Regions from separate parts of the Mus musculus genome. Here region 1 is linked to region 2. The links are chromatin contacts, called in public Hi-C maps. All regions are on one chromosome and are shown on one strand. The core of a region is the stretch at or near the end of the contact, and the rest is flanking DNA. Distances in the headings are between cores, read along the strand shown. Region 1 has its middle 68 kb from the start of Gm51629. Region 2 holds the start of Idh1 (isocitrate dehydrogenase 1 (NADP+), soluble).

What was found. Hi-C and Micro-C count contacts between places; a contact is called where the count stands out from the background.
Region 1: a contact with region 2 is called in a Hi-C map of Sertoli cells, with 4 times the contacts expected there. The contact joins the enhancer-like site here to the promoter of Idh1 in region 2. A contact is called at or near these places in 1 of 39 promoter capture datasets (cranial neural crest), 2 of 484 Hi-C or Micro-C datasets (Sertoli cells and embryonic stem cells) and 1 of 115 datasets of contacts at active chromatin or transcription factors (pancreatic cancer cells).

Annotation. Positions count from the first base shown.
Region 1 is chr1:66,159,248-66,165,368 of GRCm38.p6, forward strand. No RefSeq gene overlaps it. Among named protein-coding and RNA genes, the nearest start is that of Gm51629, 68 kb to the right of the region's middle. Within about 2 kb of position 1,479, at least 6 of the 459 cell types and tissues checked have an H3K27ac peak or open chromatin away from gene starts, as enhancers often do. A contact at or near this core is called in Sertoli cells, where this site is marked.
Region 2 is chr1:65,175,737-65,182,684 of GRCm38.p6, forward strand. Idh1 (isocitrate dehydrogenase 1 (NADP+), soluble) reads right to left here and starts at 3,406. Exons shown (of 9, transcript NM_010497.3): 1 at 3,254-3,406.

The sequences.
Region 1 (6,121 bases), core at 229-2,728, 980 kb after region 2:
AGAGAGAAGGATGGAATATTGATTTTTTTTCCTATAAAATGCTATAAAATGAAGTTGAGAAATCAAATGTAAAAAGGTGAGATAAAAGTACTCAAAATAGAGGAAACAACTTTTCTAACATGTCTAGGAGAACTAGTTCAGTTAAAGCCTCTTAGCTATTTACATGATTTCAAACAGTTCTAAGCACTTCAAGAAGGACTTTACATTCAAACATAAGTAAATTTATGAAAAACATCAATGACTAGTAAAAAGATAACACAGGTTCAATTTCAGGACTTTTTCCCAATTCTAAAACTCATTATTTGAATGCTCTACTGTGTAACTTTGATAGAAACAGCATCTCAATGACAAGATGTACACATAAGGGGCTGGAGAAATAGCCAAACAGTTGAGTACTTTCTATTCTTGTAGGGAACAAACTTCGGTGGCGCTATTACGAGGGGACAACCACCTAATTCCAGTTCCAGGGAAATCTTTGGCCTCAGAGCATCTGTACTCATGTGCACATAATTTTAAAACTTAATAATATACATTGTTTTAGTGAGGATTCCCCTGAGGAACAGAACCAAGAGAATTTAAACCACACCATAGATTTCAAGAACCACGTAGTGCCTTAGTCTTCGAGGCTGGGTGTGGTCTCTCAATGGGTAACGTTAGTTCACAGAATAGGTACTGGATCCAACCTGCCTGAATTCCTGAAGGTTTCCAGAGAGCCATGGGTCCTTTGTCCACAATGAAAACTCGAGAAATTCTGGTTCTACTCTAAGTGAAGGAAGCAATAGCACTTGGGTGAATCTGCCGAGTGGCAGGAGAGAAGGGAGGGAACTCTGGCAAAAGGTGCAATACTTTGGTCTTTCTCAAATACCATTTTAAAATCTAAGCAGCTATTAGAAAGTGTAGCCCACAATGGGGGAAGAGGTCTTTCTCCATCAACCAGGACACTTCCTCAGGTTTGACTCTCTACTCATATGATTTTAATCTGTGGCAATTTGACATTAATACCAACAACAATATACATCTTTTAAAAGCAAAGTGCATATAAGCTATACCAGGTACTGAAATTTCATATTTACATCTAAGAACAAGCAAAATAATATAAATTTTGACATCTGCAACAATCTCAGTTTCTGAATTTCCAGTTTTATTATAAATTATTTGGCTTGAGAACGAACACATTTGAGGAACCTACGCATTTGTAGTTCAGATCAGTTCACTTCTTACCATGAGAGTGAAATGAATTAATACCATCAAAGAGATGGGATATATAATATATATGAAAATGTGGGCAATTAACTTGGAAAGCATGAAAATAAAGATAAAGTGAAGCTACTTGAAAGATTAATTATAAGAACAAAAATGTAAAATGTGACAAGTGGGAGAAAAAAAAGATACTGAGAAATTCTAAGATCCTGTGGTTGTCAAGGAAACCTAAAACCATACTGCAGATAATGACCTAGCTAGGAATAATATTCATAAAAGGTTTGAGCAGAGATATAAGGACAACCACATTCTTATACCACATATGGGAGGAGAATTCAAGCTAGAACATTTTTTAGTTTTCCAATGTCTGATAATGTTGAAAAAAATAACTAGACTTAGGAATGCCAAGGTTAAAGAAATATCTGTGTAAAGGAAAGAATGCTAGAGAACAATATGTTTTTGGTACATGGCACAGAAAAAAAATCCTCACACAGACTTTGCTGGAGTTAACACATTAGCAGCCAGAAAACAACTCTTATGCTAACTTACTCACAATAAAAATAATTTTAAATTCTGAGTAACTTACTCATTGCTCTGAAAGACCAGACTTACAGAATTCATATATTCCATTTGTCATTTAAAACATTCTGTGTGCATTTCACATGTCGACTGCCAATTGGCTTCTGGATTCTGTGTTTATTTGATGAAGGCAACTATTAAGAGAAGATCTGAGGAAAGTACATAGTTTAAAGAAATCCATTTTCCTCTGAAGCTTGCCTGGAAATTTGGTTTATCTTTCAATATTGCATAGCGCCCAGAGCCTTGAATGCTCAAATTACTTTTTACATTGCATTGAACAAAGCATTAATTTACACTATATGCTCATAAAAATAGAGAATGGGTTATGTTAATTTTTTTAACAAAGGACTTACATGACACTGTTTATAATTATTTTAACTTTTAATTAATGAAATATTAATTTTATGTATTAACTAATGTGAAGTGTTTGGGTTCTATACAGCTAAATAATTATTTGAAAAATGTTGAAATGTTGTAGATTAATTTTAAATATTCTTTTGTATATCTTTATGTATATGGGTGTTTTGCTTGTATGTCTACCTGTATCAAATGTGCATGCTGAATCCAGAACGGGCACTGGATACTCTGGAACTAGAATTACATGGCAGTTGTAAGGTACCATATAGGTACTGGGATTTGAACCTGGGTCCTCTGGAATAGCACCTAGTGCTCTTAATCATTGAACAATCTCTCAAACCTGGACTCGTGAGTATTTCTTATGATATTGCCTTCTACAGAAAATTAACATCAACTTGAGTCAAAAAAATTGACCTTTGTTCGGTGTGTCTAAGTCCTTGGTGGAGGATGACTTTGTATAAGCCTATGTAGAAGAGATTAAGCATTACGTGAATACCTGTGATTCTCAGTGCGAATCATATGAATTTAAATGTTTGTTGTGTTACTCTATTTTTAGGGAGACATAGATAAACAACAACTCACCACAGATGACAGACCAATGTAGTGATACCATCACAGTCCAACTTCGTATACCAGTATGTTTTTTAGGAGTTACTTAATAGAAGTAAGGGTCGGGTATTAACTACTATCGTTCAGATGACTTAAAGGCAGTTCCTCACCCAAAGCTATGGTAATGATTTATGAAAGCTGGAATCTCGAAACTGTCTGCAAAACTTATAGGCAGCTAGACAGACTGAATAAATGCATCTCTTTAGTAATCCTTACTAATTACATAACCTTAGGAGGGAATAGAGAAGCCTAGTGCATTTCGTAAGCTTCAGGGACTTCCTGAGACTTGTTTGTTTACTTTTGAAAAGCCTCCATTTAAAAGTTCCTAAGTCTTAAAGAGCTGCCTTCCAGAATGGAATACTTCAATTCTCAGGAAATTGCTATACAGCACATCAAAGGGAGAAGTACAAATGTAACTGATATAAATAGACATTTAAATTAAGGCTGATATGTTTAAAGAAACATAAGTTGATAAGTAGTCAATGAAATTTAATCCATGATTTGATGCTTGAAAACTTTGATCTTGGTATGTAAATTTCACGGCTACTTATATTTTCATGCAGATGTAGTACTACAGCTGGGTTGTTTCCACATTTAGAAACAAACATGGATGTTCATTGATAAACTTGGTGCTCAAGTACAGTATGAAAAGTTCATGTCCTTTCACCTCAAAGATCTTCATTAAAAAATAGCCATTCATTGTGATGGCAAGACGACAATGGTCATTCTTTTGAATAGTAGCGACAGTACTCTATGTGATTATTTCCTTATTTATTTATTTTATAGGGGAAAAAAAGGGAGATGTATTCAAAGTGGACAAGTTGGAAAGGGGAATAAAGAGATCTGGTGACATCCTAAATCCATCTCTGAGGTACTGAGGTGATTGCTTAAACCTCAATTTTATTGTTTAAAAAATTATATTTATATATGCATGTTCTGTGTGCATACATAGTGCATGACAGAAAAGAGCATCAGGTCCCATTATTATGAGCCACTATGTGGTTGCTGGGAATTGAGCTCAGAACCACTGGAAAGACTAGCCAGTAGTACTCTTAATGGCAGAGCCACCTCTCCAGCTCTCTGAATTTGATTCTTAACATCACAAACTTGAATTAAATGGCATGTCAATCAAGAAAAGGTTCAGTAATTGCCTCTTAAAATAAGTTCAATCTAGTAACTGAAACAACTCTTATATGTAGTTCTTCTCTACTCTTTTACAGTCTTGTCTGAGATATTCATTTCAAATTCTTCCTTTTTCACTCTACAGACCAGCTTTACCCTAAGAAGCAAATTTCATTGGATTTGACAGCTGAAAGTCACCCTCCAACAATCTCATTATTTCAACCTATAGAAACATCAGGACTGTAATTTTAACTCTAAAATATTCCCCTGAAAGGATAAAATCTACAGAGTGTGTAATAAAAACACTGCTGGGCTTATAATACAAAAATTCACTCATCCTGTACAACATGTTAAGTGTTGATTAAGAGTTAGTTCCAGTTTTCTCAACATAATAAAATTTATTCTAAGGTAACATCTAATAATATCAAATAATATCAAAAATAAAAGCTTGAGGTTTTAAACTGGTAAATGGAAATCTTGAGAAAGGGGGTAAATAATGATAAACAAATATATCTTCATTAAAGGTCCTCATGGTGGGGCATATGCTATGTTCTAATATGAGACATGCATGTACAATTGTTTGTAGCATATCACATCCTCTGTTGATTTTTACATTCTGCATCAGTGAATTCACAGTGCACTAGGGATGGGCCTGTGTACACGGATAGGCAGCTTTTGGCATCCCTCTTTATGGCAAACTATACTTTATTCCTTAGTCTCATAACTTTAAAATCAAAGACTCATTCTAAATGGTAAAAAAATCACTTCAAAATTATTTGACCTCTAAATAGTAGAAGATTTTATCTTTGACCTTTGCAAGCAGTATGATTTTTGTTTTGAAGAATGACACGCAAAATGGAAATGGTTACCTTAATTATATTGGTTATTTTTAGTATGAGGTAATAAGTTAAATGCATCTTGGTGCTTAAAGGTGAGGGTTTCTCTGTCTCGTGTGTGTGTGTGTGTGTGTGTGTGTGTGTGTGTGTGTGTGTGTGTGTGTGTGGTTAGGTAAGTTTGAGTTTGCAAGCATAAGAGTCTGAGAAATTAGGGAGAATTATTTTTTAAAAAATCTCCAGTGTGTTAACAAATTTGTTTGTCCTTATAATTTATTTATTTTTATTCCAAGCATTATCAACATGCTTTAAGTACAGGAAAAAGAATGGCAACTTTGACAGTGGGATCACAAACACTTACATCTTTTCCTATAACTCTGGAGGCAGTTGAAACCTAAGAGGAGGCAGTTGAAACCTAAGAGGTGTTTAAAGTCTTAGCATGCTCCAGTCTAATCATCATAAGACAAGACTTGTTACTTGCTATACAAGAAAATAGTCATGTGTTAGTGAAAAAATCCAAAACCTCTAAATTATTCCCATTGTCCTAGAGGCAGACAGGCTTCTGTCTTAAGAGCAATCCAGCCCTGCATACTTATCTGTCCCGGCATACTTGTACTCTGACTGTTGGTCCCCTTTCCAGTTTTTTTTTTTTTAACAGTCCCTTCGTTTCCCAGCAGAGATACTTGGAGCTGAAGTTATCCACAGAACATTTGGCTTCTAAGAAACTGACAAGACCTGTAGGGGCATCTCCCCTCCCCTGTTTGGCATCTAGAGTTTTAGGTCTCCCTGGCTTTAAGTTTCATGCTGTGCAAACAGCATCACTTCTCAAGAACAGCTCTTCTCTGCTTCTCTTGGCCAGAGTACAGCTCTGCAGAGGGAGAATGGCAGCCAAGATTCCTTGCTCAGTGAGAAGGTGTCACCGAGTCAGAGAAGGTAAAAGGGCTAATTTGAACAAGAGAAAGTTTATTACTTCTCTGTGGCAATGCTTCATTATTAAAGGAGTCCTTTTGATGTCCTGAGCTGTACATGACGTGAAACCCTAAGTTATAATGACTCATCTTTGGAGATCAACTTGCTTGCACATTGCAATTTAATTAATTTGGTTATGGGAAATTGGCACACTACATTCACTCTGATTTCATTCTACCACAGCCCACTGCAGAGGCTAGATGGGCAATAACTATATCCCCCATGCTCTTGCTCCTGCAGATTACGTTCTAGAAATTGCATTCACTATCGCCTATCATTTAGAAAGAAGTAAAACAGGCTTTCCTGTCTGGTAAGGCATCTGAGGATATGCCTGACCCATTTGCATTTGTTACTAGCTGCATGATCATCAAAAGAATGTTGTAGGAAGAAGCAGCTTTCTGATAATTGGACCCCACTTAGACACTGCTGTTGAACTCAGTCATAATAGCAAC
Region 2 (6,948 bases), core at 2,156-4,655:
ATAAATATTACTAAAGTGATTTCTCAGATAGAGAAATCAGGAGACAGAAAGGCCCCTTCCTAGTACACAGGCTTATCCCTTGGCTTTTCAGGGGCAAGAGCTGCTGTTTGTATGATGGGACACTACATTGTTCTAGGAAGGCCATCACTTTAAAAAGTATTTGCCAGGCAGTGATGGTGCATGCCAGGCAAGTGGATCTGAGTTTGAGACCAACCTGGTCTACAGAGCAAGTTCCAGGACAGCCAGAGCTACACTAGAAACCCTGTCTCAAAACAAACCAAAAGTATTAATTTATCTGATTCCAATAAAGGTCAAAGATGACTGCTTGGAAAAAGAGAAACTTCAAGGCTTAAAGAATAACATGCTTGTATTCAGGAGGCAAAGGGTCCCTGAACCTCTGAGAGTGTCTATTCCTTATAGGAACGGTTGTGTAACCATTTCCTCTGTAATTGAAGCATTCTATCCTACACTAAGCTCTTTAAACAGGCAGGTAAAGAACTAAAAATATAGTTTCAGGATGTCTCTGAAACTGAACAGAGTTGATAGGCCCCACCCTGACAGAGTAAACAATAAAAGTTGAGACTCTTAGACTGGAGAAGACCCGACCCAGGCCGGCCACCTGGAAAGGACAGTCTCCAACCCTTGAGCTGCCAGCAGGCTGTGTAGTCTGCACCGGGTTCCCAGCTTTTGTGAGTTCTCACCCATGCTGGGGTGAGGTGATGCAGAGCCATTTTTGCTCCTTACCCATATTCGGGTAAAGTAATCCCAACAGTACTTATTGGTTCACCAAGTTGGATTTTGGTGGTGTCTCTACTTTGTCCTGTCATAGGATCCCTGTATGGGCTACGTGTGTTGCATTTCCCTAGGCAACAAGTGCCCTGTTCTGTCACACAAGTGACACTATATTGGGAACTTTCTTTCCAGAAATGCAGTGGCATATAGATCAATGTTATAGCTGAGGAACAGAAAGACTTTAAAGCAATTAGATAACAACCTAAAGCTGTCTTGAAACTAATTTGATCCTTAATTTTTTTTTAAAGGGAAATGATTATTAGACAGTAGGTCTCAGCACCTCACAAGAAGTCAGGAATATTTCCCAACTCTCAAATCCCATTTTTATGTCTGAGATTTGCATTTCTAGCATCCTATTTCTAGTATTGAATTTGTACCCTGAGTCCATCACCAGGGAAGTTTCTGGAAGCCAGTTAAAAGAAATCAACAAGCTGGTGTGGGTGAACCAATACCACCCATGAGATACAACTTAAAGATTAACTTGCAGTAGATCACAGAGTTCATAATTAATTCCATTTTCACCATGGCCATACTTTAGAGAGACAGCTAACTTATCTCAGTTTTGATACTGCACTCTCACGGTCATGTTCCTACACGGCATTACACAACAGTTATGACTAGGCTATTTTTCTGCGATGGCAAATACAGCTAATAAAATATCACAATGCCGGGAATGTCTGAACTTTTTTATTTGCTTTGTTATTTCCTTCTTGGTGTGTATATACTCTGATGTAATCTTTTTATATCTCAGAATTCACCAATGAATGATAAACGTCAGATTTCCTTCCCTTTATCTATTTAGTTTTTTTTTTTTTTTTTTAGCACTTGTTAATTAAAGAAGTGAAGCTGTATTGTAACTACTATCACACTTCTGGATTTGATTTCCATGGCATGTATGGGCTTTAGGTACCCCTAGATTCCCTGACTTCTTGGGTCTCACATTTTCTGATCCCACCCAACCCCAACTTTTAAAGGAAAGTTTGATCCAAGCCTAATAGCTACCAGCTTATTTACATAGTCTGAAGGCAGCCAGTTTCCAATCTGACAGCCTGTGCAATTCCAGAAAACAAACATAATAGACTAGTTAAGCAATAGGAACCCTTTGCCATACTTAATTTTACTTCCATAAATCTCAAGTTTCTATCTTGAGCCGATCTTTTTGTTTTCCAGCCAAGTTCAAGTTGCAAAACATGTGGGGACTCTAAGGAAGTAGTTGCAGTATATTGTCGAAAAATTCCTGCTTCTCTCTTTTCCCAGTGCCTACACTTGCACTAACGCCCAACTAACTATACAATGTGGTCACATTAAAGATATCAGATTAGAGGGCAAAATTGCTAATTCTTATCTTGATGGTGAACGGACTTGCAATTATAACAAGGCCTCTCAATTTTGATGACTTAAACAAGTGTCCTTTCAATTTATCTCCTAAAACAAAGCAAGATCCGGAACAGAAAGTCTTAACATACAAATACCCCTGCCAGGAGGATTTGTATTTAATATCAGCCTTACAGCCCAGTTTATCTGGTTTAAAGTACAGTGCTTGAGTGTATCCAGAGGGGCAAAGGGCAGGAGCCTTCCAAATAAAGGTCACAGGAGTACAAATATTGGTGCGCACACACGCTCACACCACAGGACGGTGAGTCCTAGAGTGAGCGCCCGGCTCTTTGGCTTTTTGCAGGTCTCGGGTTTGCTCGACCTCGGGTGACACTGAGACAGGAGATATCCATGTGGGCGTTGTGCAAGCTCTGCTAATGAAGCTGACTCGGTTCCTCCTTCCAGATCCCCACACCAGCCCCTCCTCTCAGCACTGCCAGGACCTTTTAAATACGAGGTCCACTGAGATGGCTGCATCTGGAATCGAGACCCCAGGGCGCCCCCAAGTGGCTAAGCAAACACTACAGACTGAAGCTGGAGGCTCCGCCTACCTTCATCCCCTCCCTCTCTTGCACTCTCATTAGCTCTTCTCCGACCACAAGGCAGGTCCCACCCCTGAACCTTGAAGGGAGTACACGCCTAAATTCCTGGCTTACACCCTTTCTGCAACCAGCTTTCCTGCCTAGTCCTTTTACACCCAACACTCAAGAGTTCTGTGCGTCCACCTCAAAGCTAAATTCTCCTCCGCGGGTGCCTTGCCACTTGTCACTGCTTGCAACGTCCTCGCCTCCCAAAGCGATCCCAACCTCGGAAGCGCCCTTCTATACAGATAGGCAAGCAGCACTCTGCTACTCCCATTTCCCTTCTCTACGCCCAAACTCTGGAAGCGTCCCTGAGTGCACCAGGGCCTTGCCACTGAGTTCATCTCTGCACAGCCAAGACCTGGGGTTTCTTCCTTTTTTCTCACTCCAGCTTTCAACGGAATAGTTTAATAGTAAGGGGCGGCGGCTGCCGCTCTAAGCCTTGGGGCACCTGTAGGGAGGGGAAGGAGCGCCCGCTTGCAGCCGGAGGCGCCCCAGCTACTCACCGGCTCACACCCGCGCGTACACACAAGCTGTAATAAGCCGGCCCCAGTTAGATCAGCATCTGCCACAACCTTCGCTCGGAAGCCCAGCGGCAGGGTCAAGGCTGTTTAACTCTTCCCGGCTTTGTCTCCTCCCAGGCCCCACCCCCTCAGCCCACCTCCCGAAGCCCCGCCCCCTCCACGACGCCATTCGCCGCCTCCGACTTTGTGGGGTGGGCCGAGGCATAGATTGAGATTAAGTCTGGGATGCAGCGGTCCGCTGTTCCCGGTGGGGGATGGGACTGCCACGCCGCGGAGATTCCTCGGGAACACCCTGCAGTTGAGGAGCGAGGACGCCACCTACTGACAGGCTATCGGAAGCGCCGAGACCGAGTGTTCTGGGCTCCGCAACAATCTAGGAATCCCAGCGTTGAGTATCCAGGTTCTCTGCAAAAGGTACAAAAGAGGGAGCCCTCCCTAGACTGGATCCCTTCCTGGAGTCTCCGGATGCCTCTTAGAGCTGGACTGTGCCCTTTGAAGAATGTGCATTTGAGGTTTCTTAAAGGCGTGTGAGGACTACAGATTCTACCTTAATGCAAAAGCTAAAACAGAGCGCATTTTCCATTTCAAAATCAAGAACAAACAATACCCTACACACAAATACATATATGAGTAAAACCATTCATATTCTCATGCTGAGGCTTTTACAGAGCTTCACCATTCCACCCCAATAATTCCCTCCACTACCAATGATCCGTATTCCCAACTGTTGCTGTTTATAAATAAGCTTCACTCACCATTTGTCATGGAAGACAGTGAGGTTTATTTTCTGGGTTGCGATGAAGCTGCACTAGAGATACACGATATAAATCTTAGAATTCTAAGAATGGGTTAAACGTATTCCAATCTTTCCAGAGATTTTTCTGTCTGTATTCCTTAGTCTTGAAAAGGAGAACATTATGACTTGTAGGACAATAGGTCATCCTTGATTGGTCAAGATTCAACGCTTCATGGACTTTTAAAACAACCAGCATTGTGTTGAAAAGTTATGAATTCACGGCAGTTAGTAAGATTCATTTTGGACGCTAGAGGGCGCTATGTGGAAAAGGACTCATACGTGGTGTCAGCTGTTAATGTTGATTAACTGGGTATTAGCTGTGACCTCCGTTTATTCCTATAAAATGATTAGAGAGTGTGTGAGTTTATACTTTCACCTCTAATCTCACTTTAAATCACTTTAAAAAACGTTACTTACTACCATCAGGCACATATTGTTTATATTACTAAAAGTAAGTATTCATAGCCATTCTTGTTCCAGAAAGCATTTTAGAATAAATTCAAGAAACGAAGAATAAAACACAATAAGAAGTATTGACTATAGGTGATGGCAAAAGTAAGAAGAATGCATAGGAATACAGAGCCATGGTGAATTTAAATATAAGCATCTTCAACCAAGTTCTAAATATGTGCTAAGCATGGATTGACTATCTGAGACACTGAGATAGGACATATGGCACTTATGTGCATGTCTCCATCTGGAATCCCGTTTTCAAGGGCTGATATGTCAAGTGCACGAGCTGATAGATCACTGAAAGAGAATATTTGTAGATGCTTGGTATTGAATTAAATTATTACAAAATAAGCCAGGTGTAGTGGTGCATGTTTGTATTCCCTACACTTGGGAGGCAGAAGCAGGAGGATTGCCACAAGATCCAGGCTAGCCTTGTCTACATAACGAGCTCCGGTCTGGTCAAACCCCATTTCAAAATCAAGAACAAACAATAGCCTATACTCAAATAAATATATAGGTAAAACCATTCATATTCTCACGCAGAAGGTCTCGTAGAATCGTAAAATAATAAACTTATAGACTAAATGACTGGAAAAATTACAAAACATTAAAAAAATCATTATTGATGTCTAATATGTGAGTGTGGAAATGTGCATGCCATGGCAAGGATGTGGAAGCCCAAGGACAGTCTTGAGATTTGTAGGCTTTGGAGACCAAACAGGTCAGAAGGTCACAAGGCAAGTGCTTTGATCCTCCTGAGCCACCTCTCTAGCCTCACAAAGCAGTACATCACCACTATTAGTAACAATGAGACTTAACAACTGGTGTTTGGTTGAAGATTACATTTCTCTTAAAAATGTGAATATGACATTCACTGCTCATATTCATGTCGCTCACTGCATTTGCATGCTTATGATTTGCTATCTTTTTTTTTCATTTACTCAATAAAAGTGTCTAAATATTTAAATAAGGTCTAGTAGGAACACTACTGTAAACATCAATGGGAGCCTGGGTCAGAAAATGTCTGTTAGCATCTGCTTGCCTATGAGACACTCAGCCAGATGATGGAATTCCCATGAGATTCCAATGCTACTTTATGTTCGTTTTGATGATCTGGAAAGGTAAAAACACACAAAAAAGAAAACGAGGGCAGAGGTTCAGTAGGTCAAGGTATTTTCCTCCAAAGCAGATATTCTAAATTCAATCCCCAGTACCCATAAGGTAAGAGAGAACTGACTCCTGCAAGTTGTCCTCTGCCCTCCACACATGTGGTGTGGATTGCATACGTATATAGGTGCATGCACAGACACACACAAAATAAGTGCAAATAAAGACAATGAAGGGAAGTGAAATGACGTCATCATTACTTACCAGTTACGATTACCAGCAGGAGAACAGCAAAGATAACGGTTGCACTTGGTTTTTGAGTGACAGACACTCTTCTACAGGAAGGGATAGGATCATGAGTTGGATGACCAAGATAATGAGTTTAGCTCTAGGACTGTTTAAGGTGAATGCTTGTGGGACAGGAAAATGGGGTTGTCCAGGAGGCGCTAGCCACATACATCTGAGCTCAGAAGAAATGATGGGGCTGGGGACCAAAACATGGGTTTCTTTAGTGTGTGTTTAGTGATAGCACTGAAGATGGTGATGAGATCGTCCAGAAGTACTGAAGAATAGCCTACTAGCAGAACCCTGGAGGCATGTTTGAATCTTTAAGGGTCAGGTGGAAGATTAGAGCCTCCTACCCCCAAAGAGAATGCAGAACTAGGGTAGGAGAATTACAGAGTCTGCTGTGATGGAAGCCCAGAAAGTTTTCAAGTACAGAAGAAGTACTGTAGAACGGTAAGAAAAAGACAGAGCCTGGAAAGAAGAGTGGGAAGAGCTCATGGATGCACTTTCAGTAGGATGAGCCTACGGTCACTCTGATCAGGAGCCCTGCTGAAGGGGACTGACATGGCTTTAGAAGGGGGACAACACTGTGAAGAAAGCACTTTTTAATAAAGATTGTCTCATGTGGTCCAGGTTAACCTTGAACTTGTTATGTAGCAGAGGCTGGCCTAGAACTTCTGGTGTTCTTGCCGCCACATGCCAAGTGTTGGGTACAGGCCTGGATTATACTTAGCTATAGAACAAATGCCGATGATTGCTAGTTTCTGTCATCTGGCATACTTGCAGGCCATTTAACTTGAGCAGAGTGGGTCAGATCCTGTTACTTTGGAATCATTTGCTTTGGTTGTTTCTTCTTTTATTTCCTCATCGCATCAATAATAATGAAAAATCCATCTTTATCTTGCTTGGTAAAAATGCTCTTTATCAATTCTGAATGCTAGATTAGTGGAACTAGTGGAACTGGAGTATAAACATTTTCAAAGTGCTTGTTAGAGCCACCAAATCATTTTGCTGAAACATATATCTACTTATACTT